Regions from separate parts of the Mus musculus genome. Here region 1 is linked to region 2. The links are chromatin contacts, called in public Hi-C maps. All regions are on one chromosome and are shown on one strand. Each heading gives the region's core, a stretch centred on a gene start, on an enhancer-like site or on the middle of the called end of the contact. The rest is flanking DNA. Distances are from core to core; before and after follow the strand shown.

Evidence for each region. Hi-C and Micro-C count contacts between places; a contact is called where the count stands out from the background.
Region 1: a Hi-C map of liver shows a contact between it and region 2, with 1.7 times the contacts expected there. The contact joins two enhancer-like sites. A contact is called at or near these places in 4 of 484 Hi-C or Micro-C datasets (the HPC-7 cell line, hematopoietic stem and progenitor cells, liver and 1 more), 2 of 115 datasets of contacts at active chromatin or transcription factors (embryonic stem cells and pancreatic cancer cells) and 1 of 9 other capture datasets (pancreatic islet).

What each region holds. Positions count from the first base shown.
Region 1 is chr11:54,053,030-54,057,938 of GRCm38.p6, reverse strand. Pdlim4 (PDZ and LIM domain 4) reads left to right here. Exons shown (of 7, transcript NM_019417.3): 4 at 1,615-1,796; 5 at 1,986-2,149; 6 at 2,465-2,582; 7 at 2,700-3,011. The coding sequence ends at 2,904. Among named protein-coding and RNA genes, the nearest start is that of Pdlim4, 14 kb to the left of the region's middle. RefSeq lists an enhancer at 1-1,276. Within about 2 kb of position 1,603, at least 35 of the 459 cell types and tissues checked have an H3K27ac peak or open chromatin away from gene starts, as enhancers often do. A contact at or near this core is called in liver, where this site is marked.
Region 2 is chr11:53,908,546-53,913,987 of GRCm38.p6, reverse strand. No RefSeq gene overlaps it. Among named protein-coding and RNA genes, the nearest start is that of Slc22a5, 20 kb to the right of the region's middle. Within about 2 kb of position 2,892, at least 19 of the 459 cell types and tissues checked have an H3K27ac peak or open chromatin away from gene starts, as enhancers often do. A contact at or near this core is called in liver, where this site is marked.

The DNA.
Region 1 (4,909 bases), core at 354-2,853, 150 kb before region 2:
GCGTGGTGTGATCAGTGTGGTCTTACTTCATCCCCTACTGAGGGGCTCTGATGGCTAGAGAGCCATCGCATTCTCCAGGGTAGGGGAAGAAACAGGTTCAGAGAGATGAAAGTCACCAGTTCAGTGACAGAACTGCCACTCAAACCACTGAGTTCAGACCTAGAGAAGCTGCTGCATGGGTGGTCACAGGAGGGGCCAGAGCTCACCAATGACCCTGCTCCCACACCCTGCTGAGCTGAGTAGGGGGTGAGTGAGGACTTCAGTCCCCCCCAGTCTCTGCTGACTCCCATTCCTCTCTTTCCATTGAAGTCTCATGCAGAGCCCAGCCCCACCCCCTCCCCGCCCCACCCCTACCGACCACAACCCATCTGGTCCCCATTAGAGGCCAGCCCTGCCTGCCTGTCTACCCTGCAGATACATGTGTGAGGGTGCTCAGGTTTCTAGGGGCTTTCACTGGGCCTGATGGGAGACTGGGGTCCTGCTGCTGTTGCCACCCCAGCAGCATTGATGGGGCCCCACTTAGCCAGCAAGCCTCTTGCTTTTTGTTTGGATTTGAAGGGGAAAGTGGTACCTTAATGGGGGTGGGGGGCGGTGATTAATGCAGAGCCTTGAAAGCTAGACTGTTCGGTGCTAGAAGCTGCCTGAGCCCAAACTGGTCTCTTTCCTGCTAGGAAAGGGTCTCCCCATCACAGAGTGGAGAGACATATATATGTATTTGTATATGTGATATATGAGTGTGTGTATAAACATACATGTGTATATATATATACATGTGTGTATAACACATATGTATATTTATGTATATATTATATTTATATGTGTGTGTGTGTGTGATCCCCCAGGCTGAGACAGACCCATGGCCTGAACTTGAGTCTTGTCCCCTAAATGAGGAATTCTCATGCCATCCCAGGTTTAGCCACATGGCCTTCCTCAGGATGACCAGCACTGGCTCCCAGTGTATGTGAGACCTCGCATTCATGGATAGGAATATGTAAGGAGACTGGCTGTGTGTGTGTGTGTGTGTGTGTGTGTGTGTGTATTGTCCTTACCCATGTATGTGTCTTTAAATGCACTTATGAGAGTATGTGTGCCCTGTTCACATTGCAGTGTGTGTTTGCGTGCCTGAGGGCTGAGGTCAGCATAGTTTTGGACTCTGCATGGACATACACACCCAGACCCTGTTCAGAGCCACAGAGCCCCTACCTTGTCCTTATAAGCTGAGAGGCAAGCTCAGGCCACTCTCCCTCCAACCATGGACACTAGGCTGCTCTTGGAGTGGTGAGACCCAGTCTCTGCTCCTTGCTTGCTCTGCCCCAAGAAAGCTACTTTTGCTGCTTTTCTGTGGACTAGGACTAGAATGCAGGCCCAGAGGAGCTGACCCTCCTAGAAATACCCCTGCACCTCAGACTTCCCTTGGAAGGACCTTCAAGAAAGAACTAAGGGCCCCTTCTGACTGTAGAATACGAGTTCCTATTCGTATTCCAACCATGGACCCTTTTGCCGGCTGGGCAAATAGCCTGGAAATGTCAGAACAGAGGTAGCTAGCCAACACAGTCAATAGGAGGGGTCAAAGGTCAGAGGGCCTCCTAGTGCCTCCAGATCTTGCTCTTACAGGACTGCAGTCCAGCCACCAGCAGGCGCTCCTCAGTCTCTGGGATTAGTCTGGAGGACAACAGATCGGGCCTGGGATCTCCATATGGTCAGCCACCTCGCCTTCCAGTCCCTCACAATGGCAGCAGCAACGAGGCCACCCTGCCAGCCCAGATGAGCGCTCTGCATGTGTCTCCACCCACCAGGTAGGACAGAGGCCGGGCCTTTGAAGTCACACCCAGATCAATCTTAATCCTTCAAATCTCTACAGTTCCTTCCTGGCCCTTGTCGTTTGATCTAAGAGCCTCAACTCACATAGTTATAGTTTGACTTAGAAGGCTGCCAGGCCCAAGGCTGGAATTACCATGCTGGCTTTCCATCTCTCCCCTTCCCAGTGCCGACACAGCCAGGGTTCTCCCTCGGAACCGGGACTGCAGGGTAGACCTGGGTTCAGAGGTATACAGGATGTTAAGGGAGCCAGCAGAGCCCACAGCCTCGGAGCCGAAACAGTCAGGATCCTTCCGCTACCTGCAGGGCATGCTAGAGGCTGGCGAGGGCGGTAAGACTCCCAACACCTTACCTCCCCTGCCTCCCCTCCCCCTACCGTGCCCAGTTTACCCTTCACCTTCCAACACCACCCAATCCACACCTTCTAGCCATCCACCCCCTCTTCAAATCCCTCTGTGCCTTACTGTGACTGTGCTCTCACCCTCCCGATTCCCACTCCACCACCCACGTGACTCTCCTTTACCTCATACAAACCAAGAACTTGTCCTCTAAGCTTCTGGTCATCGTGTTCCAGAAGCAACATCCTGCTGAAGTAGGGTTCTTATCTCACCTACCCCATCCATACCACCTGCCCTCTGGATTTCAGGGGATCGGCCTGGGTCTGGTGGTCCCCGGAACCTCAAACCAGCAGCCAGCAAGCTCGGTGCTCCACTGAGTGGCCTGCAGGGGCTACCAGAGTGCACGCGCTGCGGCCACGGGATCGTGTGAGTACCCAGTCTGCCCACCTGCACCCCCACGACCCCACTTCTGTTTTCCAAGGCCATGGGTAGAGGCTTGTCCTAGAATCTGTCAGTCACCTGTCCCTCTGTCCTCCACAACAGGGGAACCATTGTCAAGGCGAGAGACAAGCTCTACCATCCGGAGTGCTTCATGTGCAGCGACTGCGGCCTGAATCTCAAACAGCGTGGGTACTTCTTCCTAGATGAACGGCTGTACTGTGAGAATCACGCCAAGGCTCGAGTCAAGCCGCCGGAGGGATATGATGTGGTGGCTGTATACCCCAATGCTAAGGTGGAACTTGTCTGAGCTGGAAAATCTTGTCTTGCCTCTGCTTCACTTAATGTTCCCTCATGGCCTGTGTAAATATATGTCCTCCTGGCCTTTCTAATAAAGTCCTTCTGCTTGCTCTGGAACTAGCTAGTGTCTGGCCTGATAACCTCCAGTGCAGGCCATAGCTCCAATGTGTTGTAAGATCGGTTCAGGTGTCAGGCCTGTTCTAGACATTAGATTCAGTGGTGAGCCAGACAGCTCTCATGTTGTTCCCACAGCCTGAGTTGGATGGCAGAGTAAGCCATAAGGGATAGTGTCGTTAATACTATGGTCTGCTGCTGTAGTGTAACAAGGAGCCTGGCCTGGGTGAGGTCAGGAAAGCTGAGAATCAAGAGACGGAGGGAGGCAAGAGATCTCTATAGAATCAAGACCTATGCAAAAAAAAAAAAAAAAAAAAAAAAAAGCATGGACCATGACAGCCCTGGTGTGCCCGTTGTCCGCATGAGTGGCCAGGGGTGGTCCCTAGCCTGCATGGGTGGTGCCCCCTTCCTGGTACTCTCTTCCTAAGTCGCTCTCTGTCCATACACTCTATTTTTCTTCTCCTCTTCCTTCCTCCTCCCACTAGGGGGCAAGCTTGACTTTTTCTTGAGACAAAAGTCAGCGCTTTAGAACTAACACTGCCTTTCCCTCTAAGAAGCTTGGTCCTTTTCCCCCACCTGCAGTAGAAATTCTACACTCCTTGGATGCGCCCCAGTTCACTCGAAGTGAGGTCTGCCTTGTACCTTTTGGTTACATAAACCTATTCAGACTCTCACTTTTAAAACTATAAAAGTTACCGGGTTGATGAATGACTGTTGATCGCCATGTTCCGCACAGTCTGGGGAATAAGCTACCATTTCGGTTTTATTAAACATGCAGTAAGGTAAATTTAAAAGAATAAGTGGCAGATGGGTGGATGGATGGATGGATGGATGGATGGTTAGAAGCAAAACAGAACCAACTTGGCCTCAAAATGTCCAATAGGAATCGACTAGGGAAGCCCTTTTAAGGCAGTCAGTTGGAGTTTCTAATGAAGAGAATTCCCTCCGGTGAGGATTCCCAATAAAAGGACAAATAGCAACAGATAGAGATGACATCATCAAACAGACAGCCACAACACCCAGCCGAAACTGACTGGGGAAGCTGAGGCAGCAATTAAAATTTCTGAGTAAACTTTCTGAGCTTCGGCGCTTCCTGATTCAGGCCCTTTCATATCATGGGATAAACAGTAGTAATGTCTGGTCTGTACTGCTAGCCACTCTCACCTCTCTGTCCCAGAGTTAGAGGGGCAGCCCATTCACAGGCTGGCATGGGGCCTTAGAAGGTACTTTGACGGGTCTGGAGAGATGGCTCAGTGATTAAGAGAACTGGCTACTCTTCCAGAGGTCCTGGACACAGCTCACAACCATCTGCAACTCCAGTTCCAGAGGAGCTGATGCCCTCACACAGACATGCAAGCCAAACACCAAGTTGGAGTCTCTGAAATGGTGGGGAGGAGAGCAACCCTTATTACCCTGCTTCCAGAGTCGGCTTCTCGATGAACTCAAACAGCACATAGCGCTGTACCACTACGACATGCATTTCGAACCCACAGCTGTCCAGGATCCTAAATCTGTGGACCTACCCCACTGCTTGCTCTGGGTGAGAAACCACCTCGGCTCATTTGTTCAATGAGCCTGAATAATGTCCATTTGTGCTGTGTATTCTGGGCTACCAGAAGGCTGCTATCAGCTCACATTCTAACCATCTGCATTCAACAAGACCCACCCACTTCCTCCCTCTCTCCGACACTGAAAGTTTCCACACATTATTTTTGGTAAATAAGATTTACTGTGTGTTGGCTGCGTGTCCAGTCCTGAAATGACAGCGAGAAACAGTGTCTTTCCCCTCAGTCCCTTACAGAAGTTCTCATAGGAATTACCCTAAAATTTTTGACCACTTACCCCAGATTTACTTAACTTCTTATTAATAACTGATAGGAATTTTCCATACCTCACCTTGT
Region 2 (5,442 bases), core at 1,643-4,142:
CACGTCTTCATGCTATGGAACAAACACTTTACCAACTGAGCTATCTCTGCAGATCCTGATCCAAATAGGCAAGCATCCATAGAACTGAGTAATGAGATGCCTTAGTAGGTAAAAACAAGATGCTTGTCACGGAAGCTTGATGGCCCGAGTTTGACCCCCGAACCCATGTAAAGGTGGAAGGAGGGAAATTACTCCACAATTCTGTCCTCTGATTTCCACATGAGCGTGATGGCACATGCACTCCCAAACATCTTTCTCTCTCTTTCTCTCACTCTCTCAATAAGTAAAATAAAAAATAAAAAAATTAAAAATTCAAATTTAAAGTTAAGAAAGTAGAATATCGGATGCTCATCACACTTGGCCATCGGGGTACAGGTGTGCAGCCTTAGCCTCTGGTGTTTGTGTCTTGTTCATTACAACCTGCCTAGCTCGCCATTCCTTCTACATGCAGCCACCAGCCACGATGCTGTCCGTCCTGCAGAGCTGATTGTGCCACCCAGATGCCGTCCTTGGCCTGTCTTCCTGCTGGCAAAGGCTGCTCACATCTGTGTCCTCTCGTGCCCCTTGTCATCCTCACTCAATCGCCCCCTCAATAGAGTTCTGGGCTCTGGGAGACCAGGGACCTCTCTTGCTTCACTCTTCATCCTCCTCAGGGAGGCTTAGCACAGCTAAGATAAGCATGTAATAGGCATATGTTATGGTATAGATCTTAAATGGCCCTAGACATGGTCCCTAGCTGATGGCGCCACTGAGAACTGATGGGACCTTGGCATGGAGCTTCCCTGGAGTAAGTACCTCACTGAGGATGATGTGTGTCCTCTAAAGGAAAATGTTTACTTCTCTATTCTTCTTAGCTTCTCAGCTACACATCCGTGAGCAATATTGTTCCACTAGATGCTCTCTGCTCTGATGTTCAACCAGGGACCCAAAGTGATGGAGCCAAAGAGCCACAAACCAAAGCCCTTGAAACTCTGAGCTAAAATAAGCCTTCCCTCCTTTTAAACTGTTTCTTACAGGTCTTTCATAACAATGACAGAAAACTATCTAAAACTGCATTTAATAAATATCTTAATTTAAATACTATTACATCAGCCTGATGAAAGCTTTATTTTTGGTGCATTGGCATTTGAAGTATATATATAGTATATGTAAGTGTGTTCACATGGGGTTGTGCACGCATACATACGTGTAAGTGCCAATACACATTTGTATGAGTACTTGTGGAGTATGAGGTGAACCTCAGTTGTCCTTAGTTGCTTTCTGCCTTATGCCTTGAGATGGGGTCTCAAGGACCCTCCTGCCTCGCCTCTCCATTGCTGGGATTACAAACGCATCAGCTATATCTGAATTCTCTGTGGATGCTGGTGATCAAACCTGAGGTCCTCATGATCATACTCTATTGGCTGAGCCAGCTCTCCAGGCCCTGGGCACCTGATTTTTCTTTATCTGGGAATACAGGTGGCAGGGGGAGGGGAGGCTTCTTCAATAGTCTTTTAACTAACTCAATCCAAAGGGCACAGCAAAGCACACCTAGATCTCTCCGAGGAACAAAATGAGCTAAACACAGATGAGGTTCTACAGACTGAGAAAAACCAGTGTACAAGCTAGGTCTGGGGAAACCTGGGTGCTGGGAAAGTCTCCAGCCACACTGATTGAGCAAAGGTCTCCAGGCCAGAAAACATGTCTACTGCAGCCTTCTGCACAAGGGATTTTACATTCCTTCCCTTGAAGGCACAATCTGTTGTGAGGTTTTTCTCAGCAAATCTATAGATAATGAACCTACCTTTATAGAAGATGTCACCTGTACTCTCCAAAGAGTTTTGAGGTAACCATGTCTGACCTCTAGCATGCACCATGGTGTGTGTATGCCTTCACTCATAAATACAAACACACATACACAGATGCACACCCATGCACACTACACACACCAACAAAACATTTTACTTTTTATAAACTGAGTACTAATATAAACTGAGTACTAATTAAGGGAATAATTTGATACCATTTTTCCATCTAACACATACACATAGACTATGCAGCATCTCAATTATAGAATACCAATGAGATGGTTATTAAATACCCTCTTATGCTATAGCCTCAACTACATAGAAAATTTGAGGCCAGCCTGAGCTACATGAGACCCTATTTCAAAAAAAAAATAGCCAGTAGGCAAATTAATTATTAATAAATGGTGGGTGAATGAAGAAACTGTTAAAAGATTTTGAGGGGAAAAAGCTGGAAGAAAATATTAATTGTCTGGTATTGGTACATGTTTGGATGGTAGAATTACAGAGAATTCCTGTTTCTTTTCTATGGTTTTCTCACGCTTTACAAATACTCCCACAAATATATTACATTGTTAACCATAATAAGGCTTTAAAATAAATACCTTTATTGTCTACCACAGTACCAGGTCTTGGTCATTGTTTTTCTTATTTTCATTGTGCTTGGATAAACCTAGCCTCTGACAAATGCTTCCTAGCCAGTGAGCTACACTTCCAAGTAGGCCTTAGGAAACAAATGCACAGAACTTGAAGAATGCAAAGCTCTGGCCCTGGGGCGGCTCAGGATGCTTGCTCAGCCTTGTGTCTCCTCCCCACCACTATCTCGGAGTTTTAGGAGGCTGAGCCCAGGTCAAAGTCATCCTATGAGTGTTTCACACTTCCCATTACAGCATTCACCTCTCCTCTAGTTTAGACCCAACCAAGCTGGTTCCGCTGGGGTGAAATACCTTATCACCGAGCTGATATTTAACAGACTGCTAAGCAGATTGTAAAAAGTAAAAAACAAACAAACAAAAAAAAAAACCCTAAAGATATGAACTATTACCCAGTGCCTATGTCTGGTTGGCACGGGAAAAGTCTAAACCCTGATCTTGTGAAACTTGAGCCTAGATTGCTCCATCCCTAGGCTCTGAAAGTTTCCTAGGCAACTGTCAGGGCACCAGGCAGTGGTGGCACATGCCTTTCATCCCAGCACCCGGGAGGCAGAGGCAGGTGGATCTCTGTGACTTTGAGACCAGTCTGGTCTACAGAGCAAAGTTCCAGGACATCCGTCTACACAGAGAGGCCTATCTGGAAACAAAACAAAACCAAACAAATGAAACAAACAAACAAACAAAAAACCCTCACAGTGATCTACACCCCACTTGTCCACCAGCCAGCCATGCAGCTCTGGCTTTCCCAGTTCCGTCCTCCACCCCCTCGCTGCTCTCCACACCTCCTCATTGTTGGGTTTGGGGGTAGGAGTTCACGAGGGACACTGAGATGGATTACAGGGGAGTAGTGAGTTTATTAGAAGAGTTACTGATGCTGTGGGCAGACAGTGCGGTGGGGGCTCAGAGGAGAGCTCAGGCCCCGGCATCAAAGACAGCATGGCAGGGTCTCTGATTCACAGATGGAAGGGGTTGGGGATCGGGATGTAAGGCCATCAGTACTCACTCTGATGTAAACTCTTTTCCAAAGTACGAGAGCCTGATACCAAGAAGTCTGACTAGGACTCACAGTTTCTTAGGTGACTGTAGTATTAAGTTGGATGTAGAGACCTTGAAGTTGGCTCAAAACTCCCCAAGACCAAGTTCTTAGCACTAAAAGAGATGTATTTATCCAAGAGGGCAAGGATAAGGGACAAAGACCAAAGACCGAGGACAAGGAACGAGGGAAAGGAACACAGACAGGGAAGGGATATTTTCCCTGGAGGACAAAAGACTGCCTCTGGATAAAGAGGAGGCAGATGTGGCCCACAGGCTAATGGTGGTTTATAAAGACAACATAACAGGGGAAAACCAATGTTAGAATGAGGTGTTTAATTTTATTTATTCATTTATTTATTTATTTATTTATTTATTTATTTATTTATTTATTTATTTATTGGTTTTCTTTTTTAGACAGGGTTTCTCTGTGTAGCCCTGTCTGTCCTAGAACTCACTCTGTAGACCAGGCTGGCCTCAAACTCAGAAATCTGTCTGCCTCTGCCTCCCAAGTGCTGGGATTAAAAGTATGTGCCACCACTGCCCTTCAAGGTGTTTAATTTTAATTGGGCGTGTTAATTAGGTGAACCAGCTGGGCGTGGTGGCGCATACCTTTAATCCCAGCACTTGGGAGGCAGAGGCAGGCGGATTTCTGAGTTCGAGGCCAGCCTGGTCTACAAAATGAGTTCCAGGACAGCCAGAGCTACACAGAGAAACCCTGTCTCGGAAAACCAAAAAAAATAAAATAAATTAGGTGAACCACAGGGGGGTTTTGATTGCTGGGCTTCAGTAGTTTGATAGCTGGACATTGGTCGTCACCCTCAGGGGGAGGAAATGGACAAATAAGGGAATAGACCTTGGTGGGTAGCTTTAGGAACGTAATCTAATGGGTTTTTTAGGCAAAGAGAACAGGAGAGAAAGGCAAAACCTGCCAGAGCCACGTTCACCATGCTTGGGCTGGCTAGAGTCCCTTCCCTGTGGCTTCAGCAGATAGTGTGGCTGAGAAGAGGCTACATTCTAACATGACATCCTTACATTGCCCTCGCCTTTCCAAGCCTGCCTCCCCCTTGATGTCCTCATCCCTCTGAACCCTCCCAGGAAACTGCTTGTTTTCCACCTGCTGTGGGCTTGCGAGCTGGCAAGGCCTCTTGCACTGTCACCAACTGTCTCTGGTTTGACTGTAAGAGCCTCTTCCAGACAACAGCCAGCCCAGTGACGGTTCACATTCTGTGAACTCCCAAGAACCCCAGACTGTGCTCCTCAGGGAGATGAGCTATTCCTCACCATGGCCTCGAACTTCTATGAACCTGGGCCACACTCAGGCTCCATCAGCCCCGCTGGCTTCACCTCACTGTGGACTTTGTTTTCCTTCCATGCAAGTTTATTCTGCCCCCAAACCTCAATTGGCTTCTAAAATAAGTCCAAGACAATTCAGCCGACTTGAAACTCACTTCCAACCCAGGCTGCTGAATTAAAGTGTGGATGAGAAGGTAGGTAGCTGACAGGGACTGGGGAAAGAGAGAGAGAGAAGCTCAGGCATGACTGGAAATGTCAGCCTGTGCAGATGTCACGGTACAAAGTTGTGGGACTTTCTCTACTGACCTAGCGTAGGAGTGACGTACAAATGACCGGACTTGGGACTTTGAAGTTCAGATAAGCAGAATGATAATAAATTGGAGGAACCAAGATATATTGACACAAAGGACTGTGGGATATAGATTGAAGAGGAAAGGAAGTGGCACATGATTTCTGTTGGGTCTAGAATGCTATGTTTATGAGTGCGTACGCGATCACCTGTGTGGTGTGTGTGTGTGTGTGTGTGTGTGTGTGTGTGTGTGTGTGTAGGTACATGTGTGTGCCCCGTCTGTGGAGGTCAGAGATCAACACTGAATGCGTTCTCAGTTGTTCATCAGTGTTTGTTTGTTTGTTTGTTTGTTTGTTTATATTTTGGTTTTTCAAGACAGAGATTCTCT